2 separate regions of the Mus musculus genome follow, and region 2 is linked to region 1. Evidence: chromatin contacts called from public HiChIP or PLAC-seq data. All regions are on one chromosome and are shown on one strand. The core of a region is the stretch at or near the end of the contact, and the rest is flanking DNA. Distances in the headings are between cores, read along the strand shown.

Evidence for each region. HiChIP or PLAC-seq counts read pairs in DNA pulled down with a chosen protein or histone mark.
Region 2: a contact with region 1 is called in an H3K4me3 HiChIP or PLAC-seq map of bone marrow-derived macrophages, with 4 times the contacts expected there. The contact joins the promoter of Ngrn here to the enhancer-like site in region 1. A contact is called at or near these places in 4 of 39 promoter capture datasets (the HPC-7 cell line, liver and pre-B cells), 2 of 115 datasets of contacts at active chromatin or transcription factors (bone marrow-derived macrophages and effector CD8 T cells) and 2 of 9 other capture datasets (adipose tissue and liver).

What each region holds. Positions count from the first base shown.
Region 1 is chr7:80,636,172-80,643,458 of GRCm38.p6, forward strand. The region is part of intron 2 of Crtc3 (CREB regulated transcription coactivator 3); the gene reads right to left. It overlaps Gm15880 (predicted gene 15880), which reads left to right. Exons shown (of 5, transcript NR_040343.1): 2 at 96-171; 3 at 2,579-2,789; 4 at 3,391-3,477; 5 at 5,798-7,287. Among named protein-coding and RNA genes, the nearest start is that of Gm15880, 3.8 kb to the left of the region's middle. Within about 2 kb of position 3,865, at least 103 of the 459 cell types and tissues checked have an H3K27ac peak or open chromatin away from gene starts, as enhancers often do. A contact at or near this core is called in the HPC-7 cell line, bone marrow-derived macrophages and pre-B cells, where this site is marked.
Region 2 is chr7:80,255,434-80,263,149 of GRCm38.p6, forward strand. Ngrn (neugrin, neurite outgrowth associated) reads left to right here and starts at 5,782. Exons shown (of 3, transcript NM_031375.4): 1 at 5,782-5,990; 2 at 6,388-6,498. The coding sequence starts at 5,827. Ttll13 (tubulin tyrosine ligase-like family, member 13) reads left to right here. Exons shown (of 15, transcript NM_177765.3): 10 at 1-63; 11 at 1,412-1,597; 12 at 2,744-2,924; 13 at 3,210-3,389; 14 at 3,942-4,260; 15 at 4,896-5,388. The coding sequence ends at 5,092.

The sequences.
Region 1 (7,287 bases), core at 2,615-5,114:
ATGCTCGGCCAGAGGTCACACTTAAGTGGATCACTGAGCCCTACAGAATGACCCCTTAGCCTGTCATGGTGAAGTTCTTTACCTTGTTTCTCTAGATTTTGGTAAATCTGTAAAGACCGACTCCTGATATTGAACCTACTTCAGCTGAGGAAGAGAAAAGGTTGAGTGAAGGTAAGTTCTCTGAGCAGGCTTCGTTTATACTTGGGCTACAACCTGAAGGATGCTGCAGGCCCCTTCTTAGAAGGGCACATGGAACCAAGATCAACGGCGTCTCTCTTGAGGACCCAACAGGAGATCGTGATAACAGCCACCCACAGAAACTCCTTTGGTTCTCGTGACGCCTTAGCGCTCATCTTCCTGTGATAAACACCATGACCAAAGGAGCTGGGGAGGAAGGGTTTACTTGGCTTGCATATCCTGGGTCACTTGGAGAAGCCAAGAAGGAACTGAAGCAGAGACCATGGAGGAAAGCTGTTTACGGCTTCAGGTCACTCAGACAGAAGCATTTTCTCAATTAAGCCTCCCTCTTCCCAGGTATGTTTAGGTTTCTGTTGACAAAAATCAAGCAGGACACGTGATGACAAACCATCTGCCCACAGCCAGATGTGCCAATGCCCTCCGAGGCTCCCTGACTGCAGCACCCGCGTGCCTCTGCCCTCTGCAGCACCGTAACCCAGCAGAGAGCTGGCTCTCATTTCACACACGCTTACACGCTCTTAACTGTTTCAGAGCCGTGCTTTGCTCCCAGAGTTACCTCTTCCTTGTCCTTCCTCTTAAATGCCACGTAAAAGGGATGTGTAAGCTTAATTAGATAAACCAAGCTAAAAGAGTACTTTACAAAATATAAAATGAAACATGTTTTTGATTGTTTGGTTATTTGTTTTGGCAGCTAAGGTCAAAATCAAGACAACTGGTATGATTACACAGGGCCAGGCCAAATAATCTGTCCAAACAAGAAAGGCTGGGCATGGTGGCACGTGTTTGTCACCTTAACCCTCAGGCAGCCAAGGCAGCAGCTAAGTGCCAGGCCAGTCAGGATACAAAGCAAGACCGTCTCAAAAAAGAAAGAAGTTACAAAGGCACAATGAAGAACAACACCCAAAGCAGTCTCCAGCAAAGCCGAACCGACAGGAGGAAGAGGGGGAGGCAGCATCTCTGGCCTGGCTCCCGGCTTCCATCCTGAGGAGGGGACTCAGGCACTCAGGATTCTAACTCCTCTCTTCAGCACCCACACGGTGCTGCCATGGGTGGGAGGGAGCCAGACCCAGAGGCTGGGTCAGTATGAGACAAATGCCTAAGGACAGCCAAAGGATCCTCTAAGTGTAAGAAACAGGCCGATACTTTAGGCCAGCTTTCAGGAAGAGAACCAAAGCACCCACCACAGAAGATGGTAGTGGAGACAGCCATTGCTGGCCTGCTCCTGTTCCTAAGCCCTACTGCATTCTGACTCACACCAGATTCACTGCTGTGATTACACTTGGTGAGACACTTCACTGAGTTTCACAGAGATTTAGAATTTAGATTACAATGAGGAAAAAAAACCCTCTAATAGGTGAATAGATGAAACAAGAGTAGCAAACTGTAGAAGACAGTAATGTGGACGATCCCATCTCAGGTCTGTGGCACAGGCCTGGTGGCACAGGCCTGGGATGCCAGCTCCTCAAGAGGCTGAAGAGAGAGGATCAAAAGTTCAGGGCCTGCCTGGACTACAGAGTAAGTTCAAAGCCAGCCTGGGCAACTTAGTGAAACCTTGTCTCAAATTTAAAAGTACAAAATGGATGGAGATACAATTCAGTGGTAGACCGTTGGCCCAGAATGCACAAGGTCCTAAGTTCAATGCCAAGCAAAGGGGGAAAAAAACAAAAATTAAACCTTGGAAGATACTGAAACTAGTTATCAGTATATACAGTTGGCTACACAAAGAACACTTGCCTTGCCCTCACCAGTATGTATATTGTTATGCTTTGTTTCCTTTCTTCTTTATCTATTGCCACCTTATTTTACTATCGATAGATAACCTGTTTATTTGTCTATGGACACCACTGCAGTATGAGTGTGGAGGGCAGAGGACAACTTGTGGGAACAGGTTCTCTCCTGCCCCGTGGGCTCGTGGGATGGAACTCAGGTCGTCAGATCTGGCAGGAAGCCCCTTTACTCACTGAGCCACCTCCCTGGCCCAGTACTGACTCAAAATAAGGATATGCAGCTGATGGGCAGGGCAGTCGCCGAGCACGGTGGGTTTGATCCCATCACTGGGAAAACAATGAACAAAGAACAAACAAGTCTTTACTTTCACAAAGGAAGTAGTAAAGTCCAAGAAAACGTGTGTCGGGAAAGAATACAGTCTGGAACAGTCAGCTAATGTAGCACATGATCATTCTAAATACAGATATTGGGCTAAATAAAACCCTGTAACCCTCGCATCCTGTTTTGGTTTAAGAGCATCGGATACTGTCCTCGCCCGGCTGCTTGCTTGTGATTCGTGAGACACACAAGTCACTACAACTTGTGATGACTGTTTAGGGCAGCCAACCCACACGCAAAGCACCCTTACCATCAGCTATCTTGCCTCCTCCAGGGCCCATGGACATGAGGATATACTATATCCTCAGAGTGCGGTCCTCTGTTAAACAGCTTCTAGCCCAGCTGCAGTGTCCTCAAAGCAGTCCCTGTCTCCGGAGGGCATCTGCTCAGATGACAGGCTGCTAAAGATTTACAGTCAGTTGTCCCCACGAGGAACCAAGCTACCCAGAGAGAACAGGTCTGGAGAACCAGATTCTTTTGGGAATGTAAGTTTCTGTTTTAATTTTTTTTTCCCCTTCCTTCTTTCCTCCTTCCCTCTTTCCTGAATTCTCCATTTAACCAAAACTGGATCTGGTTGCTTACTTATAGCTGAGTTAAATTGGTTTGAAATCTTTGCCAAATAGGCAAACGTGTAGGACCTGGACGGAGTTGCCTCCTATCTGAAGCCCCGGCTTCTGCCTCCACGTGGAAGGGAGAACCGAGCCCAGTACAACTGGCTTCACTTGTCACACAGTCCAGCCCACAGACTTTAGGAGCTCCTGAGCCACCGTAAGGAAAGCTGACAAGTGACCCTTCACTGACTTCTCACAGGCTCACTAGCAGTGACCGTCCAGACCACAGAACAGTGGTGTATAAGGCCCCCAGTCTGGGTTGAAACATCTAGCACCCAGGGATTTTCATGAGGGAAAGCTGAGTGCTGACGCGGTGTCCTCCCTAACACAGCCCTCGGGGGGCAGACCATCTACTTTGCTTGCTACACTGAAAATGGGTACAGAGAAATGGCGGAGAGTGGAGCTGGTATATTTGTGGAACTTCAATGTCTTTGTTTATATAATGAGCTGTTTTCCTTTCTCTTCTTTGTGACAGTGGGGACACCAGGGTCTCAGTACAAGTTTTAGGCAAGGACTCTGCCCCTGAACTTTATTCCCTCATCCAGGATCTGAATGCTCTGAGGTGATTTTATTATTATTATTTCATCTGATGCTTCAAGTGAAAGTCACAATCAGCATGGAACGAAGAACATGATGTGTGCTAACCCTTGTAACGTATATAAAGTATGCTAACCCTTGTGACATATATAAAGTGTGCTATAACCCTTGTGACTTATATAAAGTGTGCTAACCTGTGTGACATATATAAAGTGTGCTAACCTGTGTGACATATATAAAGTGCGCTAATCCGTGCAACCATTTCACCATTTGTTCCAACACTGGAATGAAATGAGGAAGCTAGAACCCTGTCCCCCACTTTGACTTTCTGTGTTTCTTACTTCTGCTTACTTGGGGGAATATTTGAGGTTTTATAGTTTCTGGGAATCATTTGTAATAGTGATGGGGTGACAAGCTGACGCACTGACTGTCACTGGTTTGTGTCATAGCTGGGCTGTGGAGAGAGCCAGGGTGAGTGTCAGCTTAATGAGGATGCTAACCTTGGCTTGCTCTTCTTTCTGGGGCTATAAGCCAACCTTAAAGCCCATTCGCTGAAGCTGAAGCTGAAGCAGAGGACCAGGTGCAGCAGATGGCATGCACACCTCCTCCCTGACCCAGGGATGCAGAAATGCTTCCCGGAGGATGCTGGTCCCAGTAGGCAGAGTCAAATAAAGGCAAAGTTCTCTCAGACTAAAAGCAAGGGTTTGTTTCTTAGCTGCTGAACAGACAAGTCAGGGGCACTTAGGGTCAAGAGTAACTGGGAAAATCCTGGTCCACAGCTGGGAAGACAGCTCAGGCGGTAAAGTGCAGGCCTGGCATGTACAAAGCTTGGTTCCATCTCAGCACCCCGTAACAGGGCATGGTGGTCACACAGCTGTACTCCCAGCACACAGAGGTAGGAGGTGGACCCCAAAACAGTTCAAGGTCATCCTCAATTGCACAGCAAACTGAAGGCAGTCTGAGCTACACGAGACACTGTTTCAAAAAGAAAATAAGTATTTATTCACACTCTCAACAAATGAAAAATATAAAGATTGAGAGTGTGAGACACCGCTGATCCCATTTCCCCTTCTTGCTTCCTGATAGACAGCCAGGGTAATGGCTGCATGAGCCCTTCAATGAACGACTGTGTAAGCACAGCAAGTGGGAGCGGACCTTACTTCTACTCTTCTCTTTTAGCACGGATAGTAACATGGTATACATTACAGCTGGCTATAATGTATATGGACTGATGCAGCTGTGTGTGCATGTGAGGAGGCACCTCTGGTCCATTACCGCTCTTTTCTGAAAGACTTTCTCACTGCTCTGGAACTTGCTAAGCAGACTGGCCAGTGACTCCAGCTCTTCAGGGCCCAGATTACAAGCACAGCACACCTGGCTTTTATGAGTGTTCCGGGGATTGAACCCACGTCTTCCTGGGTTTACTGAATTACTCCAACCCACTTTTTATTTTTTAATTTTTTTTTCAATACTAGGGATTAAACTCAGGGTCCTGCTACTGAGCTGAGTCCATGTCCTCAGCAATTGCTTTTTAATGTTACTTTTTTAAAAATAGGTATTTACTTTTATGTGAAGGTAGGACAGGGTAGTGTGGAGGGCAGCACACATGCCACAGCCCACGTGTAGTGGTCAGAGCACTTTCAGGACTCAGGTCTCTCCTTCCACCATGCGTGTTCTGCTGACTGAACTCAATCATCAGGCATGGCAGCAATCCTTTAACAGCTGGGCTACCTTGTTGGTCTTGCTCTTTAAACATTCTCACTCTTTCACTAAATCCCTGGGCTGATTCCACCTTCAGTTTTGTTTACAGCTGCTCCTCCTCCTGTCTTCTTTTTTCTTCAGTAATCCTTCTGCTCCAGCCTCTGGAGAGCTGGGACTGCGACACTGTTTCTTTGCTATCTTTCACTTGTCCATATCCTCAGTGGGGTAGTTTCCCCCACAGACCACGGTTTCTCTAAGCCCTTGACAGGGCCAGGATCTCACCCCCCACCCCCCCACACACACACTTCTTCCTCTTTCTCCTCTATTGGCTCTTCCCATGAGCACATGAGCCCAGCCAAGGAAGGCTCTCACGCGTGAAGCTGGGGGAGGGGCAGGACAGAAGGATTCACCATTCTCCCTCCAAGCAGTCTGAGCAGCCACACCTCCTCAGTACCCTGCTCAGCTCTCAACTCCCAGCCCTGTCCACTCCACTGAAACTCCCAGGGCACCACAGCCTTTCCTTGTCACTAAATACAAATGGACTTTTCAGTACCTAAGTCACTGATATCTCAAGTATCTGAAACTGGGATTATGTGTAATATTTTAGAACCTGTTCCATGATTCCATGATTCCTGTCTCTGCAGACTTCTGAACACAAGAGCCATCCTTCAAATGCTAACTTCTCCAGGAAGTGGTCAGTCACACACTCTACCAACAGCCCAGATCTCTCCAGAGCTGCCGACTGCAGTCAACGCCCCAAGGGCTGGGTGCCTGGCACTTCAGTGGAGGTCACTGTGCGCCACCCTCTCACCTGGCACTAACTTGTCACTTTGCACTTCCTCAGGCACTGGCCCCATGGGGCTGCCTAAGCCCAGTGTTTGGGGCCCCCCTTGAGCACTTTCCCTTTCCCCTCTCCCCCTGGGCCATACGCGATGCTGGTTATGGTGTCCCCGATGACCCCGTGTCTCCCACACCCTTCCTCCTTAACTCCATCCACTTTCCCCTCCGTATCTGAAAAAGCCTTGGGATTTGCTGTTTTATTTTTGATTGTTTTGAGTCAAAGTCCCACTTGTGTAGCCCAGGCTGGTCTGAAACTTACCGGATCCACATGGTGTGACACCATGGTGAGCTATAACAGACTTTTGGTCTTTATTCTTGTCACCTCTACATTGCTTCCACACTGCAGTCAGAAGAAGCCCCTGAAACATGAGTCTAATGGCACTGCTTAGCAGTGCAAACGTTATTAACAACACTGCTTTTAAAAATACTTTTGTCTTGGTTACTTTTCTCTTGCTGTGATAAGACACCAAGACCAAGGCAACTTAAGAAGACAGCGTTTACTGGTGGTTCAGTTTCAGAGGGCTCGGTTCCACGCCCATCTTGGCCAGGAGCACGGCAGCAGGCAGACAGGCCTGGTGCTAGATCAGTAACTAAGAGTATATTTAGAGCCACAGTAGGAGGCAGAGAGTTAAGTGTAAATTGTCTGGGCTCTTGGAACCTCCAAGTCTGCCCCTATTGGCAAATGTCCTTAAACAAAACCATGCCATCTAATCCTTCTCTCCAACTGCTCCAATAACTGGGGACCCAGGATTCAAATACATCAGCCTATGGGGGCCATTCTCATTCAAACCTCTAAAACCCCAAATGAGCCTAAAATAAAAATAAGATAAACTTAAAAACCATCGTGGAAATAAACATTCAATAGCCTGGGGGTGGGAGCTAGGGACTGAAAAGCCACATGAAAATAAATCAATATGTATAAGTGTAATATAAACCTATAGTAATTAGTCAAACAGTGTGGCACTGGTACAGGGGTAGACACATCAACGAAGAGGAAGCCAGGGGTGGCCCATGCCTGCAACTCAAGCACTGCACCACTGTGCGACAGTCCCACACCCCACATGTTTTTAAATTTGCATGAAAAAAAATCCCATCATAAAAATCTAATAAATAGCAAACTGTGAAAATACTTGCAACTCAAATCACAGAAAACTGGCCACATTTTCTAAAACATAACAACTCAACCACCAAAATTAAGGGTAAAAGATGTGTCGTGCAGCTAAAGATAGTACAAAACCACAGGCGGGGGTTGGGGGGGAGGTGCATTTATAAAAGAAAAGCGAATGAAAACTAC
Region 2 (7,716 bases), core at 4,532-7,031, 380 kb before region 1:
AGAAGACAAACGTCGAGTCAAGGAGCGGCTTTTCCCGTGCCACCAACAGCCACGAGAAACCAGGTGTGCCTGGTATCTGATAAGGGTTTGTTTATTTAAGACAGGTCTCTGGCTGGCCTGGAACTACATATGTAGACCAGGTTGGTCTCAAATTCACAGAGATCTACCTGCCTCTGCCTCATGGTTGCAGGGACTAAAGGTGTGCATCACTATGCCAGGTTTATTTATTTTTAAGTTAATATAGTACATGTTTATTTTGCGTGTATCTGTGTGTTTCTGCACATGTAGCATGCCAGACCTGTGGTTAGAGGACAATGTGTAGGAGTTGGTTCTCTCCTTCCACCAATGTTGGATCCTAGGAATTGAACTTAGGTCTATAGGCTTGGCAGTAAGTGCTATTACCCACTGAGCCTTGCAGGTTCTGGTAGGTGTTTAGTTATACAACTTGACTTCTTATTACTCTTATTCCTGACAGAAGAAGGTTACAAGGCATTGATTAGCTTTTAAACTCATATTTTATGTATATGAGTACACTAAGACAAGCTGTCTTCAGACACACCAGACTAGGGCACTGAATCACATTACTGATGGTTATGAGCTTCCGTGTTGGGAATTGAACTCAGGACCTCTGGAAGAACAATCAGTGCTCTTAACTGATGAGCCGTGTCTCCAGCTCCCTAGCTCCCCTTTTCCAGAGGTCTTGAGTTCAATTCCTAACAACCACATGGTGGCTCACAATCATCTGTAATGAGATCTGATGCCCTCTTCTGGCCTGTTTGAAGAGAGCAATGGTGTCCTCATATACATAAAATAAATAAATCTTTTTTTTAAGTAGTTAGAATCAGGAGGATCATGAGTTCAAGGCCAGCTTGAGCCACTTAAATTAGCAAGAAATTGTCTCAAGCAAATGGACAATCATTAAAATATGGGTCTTTCTTTTCACAGTCAGGATTCACCTGTGTGTGTCACACGCAATAAGCACGCGCTGGTCACTGTGCCACACTCCAACCTCGATTCTCTTGAGACTGGCCTTGATCACACTGTGTAGCTGAGGCTGGATTTGGACTCCAGTTCCTTTTGCCTCTGCCTTCCCAGAGTTAGGATTATAAGACTGCAGCACATCTTGTTGAATCCTTTTACATTTTCTGTAGTGTATGGGCGTTTCAATTTGGAACCCATAAGACTGTGGTAACTAGAGTGTTTGCTTATGAATAGGTCATTCTCTCTACTTAGGAAGAGAATCAGAATTCTGGAAACCACACCTATATGGTAGGGCTGGCCATGAGCTTGGGTGCTTCCCTCCATAGGTAAGGGCCAGGGAGCCCAGGGAGCCAGCAGGAGGTTCTGAAACTGAAGGCCTTAGCCGGTACTCCTTTCCCTCCTCTGACTTCCCTGAGCTTGGTTTCCATAGGCGAGAACAGTTTGAGTTATCCCAGGCTGCCATGCATGACCAGGAGCGCTATGAAGACTCCCACCTAGGGGGATACCGGCGGATCTACCCGGGGCCCGACTCCGAGAAATACGCACCTTTCTTCAAGCACAATGGCTCCCTCTTCCAGGAGACAGCTGCCTCCAAGGCCAGAGAGGAGTGTGCCAGGTAACTTGGCTGCATTCCCTCTGTGTGAGTGGGTTAGGGGCAAAGCCTGACAGCAGACTGCTCCCTAACAGGAGAAGAGGAGGCTATACGCTTGAGAAGAGAGCAACAATTCTAACAGGTTCTTTCTGCGTGCAGGCCCATCCCTGCATGCCTTCACTGGAATGTGTGATGTATATGTATGCAATGTGCGCGCACATGTGCATGTGGAGGCCAGAGGACAACCTTGGGTATTGTTCCATAGCTGGTCACCTTGTGTGTTTTTAAATAGGTAAAGATTACAGTTGCTTATCTGTGTGTGTGTGGACACCACGTGCACATGTAGCAGTTGAGAGATCTTTTAGGAGTCAGTTCTCTCCTTCTACTATGTAGGTTCTAGCAAATGAACTCGGGCAGTCAGGTTTGGTGGTAGCACCTTTACCAGCTGAGCCATCTCGCCAGCCCCACTTTGTTGTTACTGTTTATGTATTCATTTTTAAAGTTTTATGTTTTTAGCCAGGCATGGTGGCGCACGCCTTTAATCCCAGCACTTGGGAGGAAGAGGCAGGTGGATTTCTGAGTTCAACGCCAGCCTGGTCTACATAGTGAGTTCCAGGACAGCCGGGGCTATACAGAGAAACCCTGTCTAGAAAAACCAATTAAAAAAAAAAAACTTTTATGTTTTTAAAACTGGGTCTTAATGGCTGGCCTGGAACTTGCTGCATAGAAGAGACTTGCTCCAAATGCAGAAACCTGTGCTTCCCAAGTGCTGGGACTAAAAGTGCCCCCATGTCTGGCCCACTTTATCTTTTGAGTCTTTTATCGGCCTGAAGCTCACTAACAAGGTTAGGTTAGCTGACCAATGAGAAGCCAGGAACCTGCCTATTTTTTTGTCTCCCCAGTGCTGAGATACAAGCATGTGCTACCATGCCAGGCTTTGTGTTCTTGGATTCTGGGGCTTGAACTCAGGTCCTCATGCTTTCAGGGGAGGGACTTCAGTGCTTGAGTTATCATCCCAGCCCACTAACAGAGTCTTAATGACTCTTTCCTTCGCTGTGTTTCCTATACTCTAATCAATTCCAGCAACACCAGGTGTTCCTTTCATTAGCCCATCATCCTGTTTTTCCCCACACCATCTCTCCTGTGTCTGAAACTGCTGTGTCTCATCAGGCAGCAACTGGAAGAGATTCGCCTAAAGCAGGAACAGCAGGAGAACCCAGGCACCAAGAAGCGCAAGGAAAACAAGGAGCAGAATCAGGGAGAATCGGCGGGGGAGAAAAGCCGATCCCGAACAGCTACTCGGGTCCTTGCCACCAGCTTGGCATACAGGAACCGGAACCGGGAGAAAGAGGTGTCAGGGGTGTGGCTCTTACCTTCTCACACAAGACTTAATTGGGATTCCTAGGGAAGGGAACCCTTGCTGTCCCCTCTCTCCTCGCTTGAGAGAGACGAGTCTCTAACTAGTAAATTGGATCTGACCTTTTGGAACAGAAGGTGAGAGAATGGACAGCTAAGGGAATCTTACAGTGCGGCCCGGAGAGGGAAGGAAATAGAATGGGCCAGGGGTCCTGCAGCCATTCTTGCTGGTGGTATGAGGCTCGTCTTGGACATCCTGTATCTCTCCTGTCCCTTGTAGCTGCTGCCAGTACAACTGGACACTACGCAGCCTCAGGACATCGTGGAAGAGGAGGAGCTCGAGCGGATGAAGCTCCTGCTACAGAGAGAGAACCTCATCCGCAGCCTGGGCATTGTAGAGCAGCTCACCCGCATGCTGTACCCTAGCCACCGGAGCCACAGAAAGCTTCATGAGTATCGGGTGAGGGTCCCTGCGAAGCCTCTCACAAAGCAAGGGAACAAGGGCTGTGATGCCAACACGTGGTGGTGGTTTCACCAAAGGAGGTTCTTGTGATGGTACCTGTCACGGGAGCCTGGGAGAGGCTCTGCTGGTTCCATGATGTCTGTTCCCAGGCTCCCTTGGGTTTGGTATTGCAATCCAGCCAAGTGCAGCTCCCAACTTTCTCAGTTGCAAGGGACTTGTTGTCTCTATTCCTATTTCACAGTATCCCACAACTCATGACTGACAAATAACAAGGCCACCACCATGCTCAGTGGCTTCTATGTACTTACCCTAGTATTGGCAATGCCCTGGCTCTAATGGGAGCTAAGTAAACAGTCTTGGGCCAACAAAACAGCTGCCGTTTTCACTATTCCCTGGGCTAGTAGCAAACCTGTTGGGCCCTCTGTTTTTGATGAACCCCAAAAGAATAACTAGTTAAACAATGGTTATGGCCTAGGAGAGATTGTTTTATTTCCAACACTCTATCCAGACTCCCAAGAAATATGGTAAGGGGCTGCTCTTCTCCTCTAGCCTAGATTTCACCAGGACGGGCTGAGCAGTCAAGAACTGCAACCTGTGAATTTGGTCCCATTGGTGCTTCTGAGAGGGGCTGCCTCAGAGCAGATCCCTCCTCATTTCCTGCAACCACTTCGGCCCCACGAGTTGATCCCCAGGATCTTAGGGCCGCTATCAAGCATCAATCCCGCAATTGCACAGCATTCCCGGTACCATCTTCAGCCCAAGAACTTCAACTGGATAGGAGATTCAGCAGCCACGGGCCCCTGTTCATTGTCAATGAAGAAATCTGGGAGGCACTATATTTCCAGCTCTAGAGTCAGGCTCACTAGCCGTAAGTATTCAAAAATAGCCTTGGTCACTTTTGACTGGTGTAAATTCCTAGTAGCAAATGTTACAGCTGGGCTGCTCCTAGGATACAAAGTGGCATTCCTGGTAGTATAGGCATGGGGGGAAGGCAGTGGACCCGTTTATTTACTTGCTTCTATCTAGTGACCCTGGTGATAGAGATGACAGACCAATTCCAGCCCTCAACCAAGGTTAACAGGGAAATGGACATGTAAACAGGCTAATTAAGATCCAGTGTGGTAGAGATGCTAGAGGGAAGCATGGGATGCCAGTCTTGTGTGTTACTGGAGCACAGATGGGAAAGAGGTGAGAACATCTCTTTTGTGGGTACTACAACTTAGTGGGGGTCCATGTCTCTACTGCAGAAGGCCAAGCCAGCAGAAGGCTAGAAGCCATAAACAGAGCCCTGTCAGGATCAGTGCCACCCACTCTAACCCCAAGGCAGGGCTATCTTCTGCAGCCCAAAAGACAGGAAAATGGCTCATGGACTGAATGCTGCACCTTGCCCTCCATGGTAAACTCTGAACACAGAGGAAGCAAGGCTGGGGATCTTCCCCTATGCCCTGCCTCTGCACCAGTACTGCAGCATTCCAGCCCACTCCTCAACATCATCCAACACAGGTAAAAGAAGGAAAGCCCAGCACTCAACCAAAACAGCAAATGGTCTTCAATCTTTGCTAATTGAAAGACTGCCAACAAGTTCCAGATTGAAAAGCTCTGGCCAGGACCTTTGTTTGCAAAAGGCAAAAAACACGGAGACACCAAGAGTTCTTCAACATTCTAAGATTCTTTGGGGATCGGTAAAGACTAAAAGATGAAGAGCTAAGGCCAGCTTGTATGCATCGCTGCTCACCAAGCCTTAGGCTGAGTTTATCCCTAAGCGATGGGTCTGAACCCTGGGTATGGCTTGGGGCTGGAGGTCACTGGGCAACAAGGAATTCCTTTCCCGGAGGAGTCAAAAGCGACTACGGTGTAGTCGCCATCAGAAGATTGCTGAGGGTACGCCCTTCCTGCCACAGTGGCAGAATCAGGCAGGCCTGGGCAGCCTGTGCCAGAGGGGCGGCTCTGGGCAACTGAACCCGTCTTTTTATTAAAGTTTATGTCGTTTTCCAGGCGCGTGCTGTACCTCCTTTCGATCCTCCCGTCTGAGGCAAGCTCTTCTCATAGTTACAGCAGGGACGCCCAGCCCAGCCTGGTGACTAAGGCCTGTAGTTCCAATTACTTAGGAAGTTGAGACAAGATGATGAATTTAAGGCTAGGACAATTTAGACCGTTTCAAACATTTTTTCCTTTTTAATGGCTAGGGAGATAGCTCAGTGGCAGTAGCTTGCCTAGCATGTACAAGGCCCTAGCTTGGCTCCCCAGCACCACAAAACCAAAATCAGCAGGAAAGGGTGGGTAACTGGACAATACAAGGACAGCCCCCGCCCACCCAGGAAACGAAAAGCGTAGGATACCGTCTAACTTCCGGTTATTCCTTTCTGCTTCCGGGTTCGCCCTCCCACTTCCGGTGCTTTCCGGTCGCGAGCTGTAGATACCACCTCGCGTCGCAATGGCGCTCTCTCTGAGCCTCTTTTTGGGCGGTCGTGTCCGCACCTCTCTCGCTCGCTGTGGGTTCGCGTCCCAGGTCATGGCGGGCCCGGGTTCTGTCAGCTGCGAGCCGGACCCCGATTCCGACTGGGAGCCGGAGGAGCGGGAGCTCCAGGAGGTGGAGAGGTACCTGCTTCGTGGCGAGCCCTCAGCCTGGAGTTAGGCTTCGCGCCCCGGCGTTCCATGCGCCCCCCCCCAGCTCCGGGCGTCCGGCAGCCGCGTCTGCACAGGCTCTAGTTTCTTCTCATCCGTTGTCTAGGGCACAGGGGCAAGTGATCAGCTCCCTTGACACCCTAGGTCCCGTTGCTTAGTGACGTGTTTCATCACCCGTTAGAGAGTTCGGCATGCTTACGTTCAGGTGCTGTAGGTGTTAGGTTTCTGGGGGCAGTGCACCCAGAGTGCTTTAACCTGGCAGACATGCGGTCAGACGAGAGGGCTGAGCTCTCCAAGATTTAGTTGGATGCTTTTTGAAACACTAGTCTTGCTTCCAAGCTCGGCTTTTGCCATTGGTTCTTTCCCCCAGCGCTTTGAAACGTCAGAAAAAAGCAATGCGATTCCAGAAAATACGAAGGCAAATGGAGGCTCCAGGTGCACCACCCAGAACACTGACGTGGGAAGCCATGGAGCAGATCCGGTGAGACGTTGCTTACAAAATGGGATTTACCTTTTGGGGGATTTTAAGTATTTAGTATTATTGCCTTTAAAATAGAAAGCGTCATAATAAGGAACTTCCTAAACCTGTCCAGAATTTTGTTTGTTTTGCGATGCTGGGATCAGCACAGGGACTTGCTTATGGTCCACTGAGGTCATCACCTCCTAAGGACATACCTAGCTTGGTAGGTACATTATGGACAGTTGATTGAAGTTTGGAAAGCTCTTCTTTTGAGGCAACCTCATGTAGCCAGCTGACCTCCAGGACACTGTAGACAAGGATAGCTTTGAACTCTTGTCTTCCTGCCTCTGCCATCTGAGTTTTGTAATTGAGATTAAAAGTATGTACCAACGCTCCTGGATTTTTATTTTATTTATGTATTTGTTTATTTATTGACAAGACCGCTCTGTAGACCAGGTTAGCCTGGAATTCTTGGGGCAATTCTGACTCTGCCTCCCAAGTTCAGGGATTACACTGTGTATGAGTCACTACTCTTACTTGAAAGGCGTCTGAAACGAATTTTCTTTAAGGGGGCTGGAAAGATGGCTCAGTGGCTCAGTGGCTAAGAGCACTGACTGCTATTCAAAAGGTCCTGAGTTAGCTGGACATGGTGGCGCATGCCTTTAGTCCCAGCACTTGGGAGGCAGAGGCAGGCAGATTTCTGAGTTCGAGGCCAGCCTGGTCTACAGAGTGAGTTCCAGGACAGCCAGGGCTACACAGAGAAACCCTGTCTCAAAAAAAAAAAAAAAGTCCTGAGTTCAATTCCCAGCAACCACATGATGACTTACAACCATCTGTAATGGGATCTGATGCCCTCTTCTGGTATGTCTGAAGACAGATACAGTGCACTCATAAAATAAATAAAAATTTGTTTTTTGTTTTTTTAAGATTTCTTATTTATTTATTATATGTAAGTACACTGTAGCTGTCTTCAGATGCACCAGAAGAGGGCATCAGATCTCATTACAGATGGTTGTGAGCCACCATGTGGTTGCTGGGATTTGAACTTCGGACCTTCAGAAGAGCAGTTGGGTGCTCTTACCCACTGAGCCATCTCACCAGCCCCCTTGGTTTTTTTTCTTTTTTTTTTTTTTTTTGAGACAAGGTTTCTCTGTGCTGGGATTAAAGGCGTGTGCCTTTAATCACCCGGCTTAAATATTTTTTTTAAAAAGAATTTTCTTTTAAGTATTAAGGTTTTTT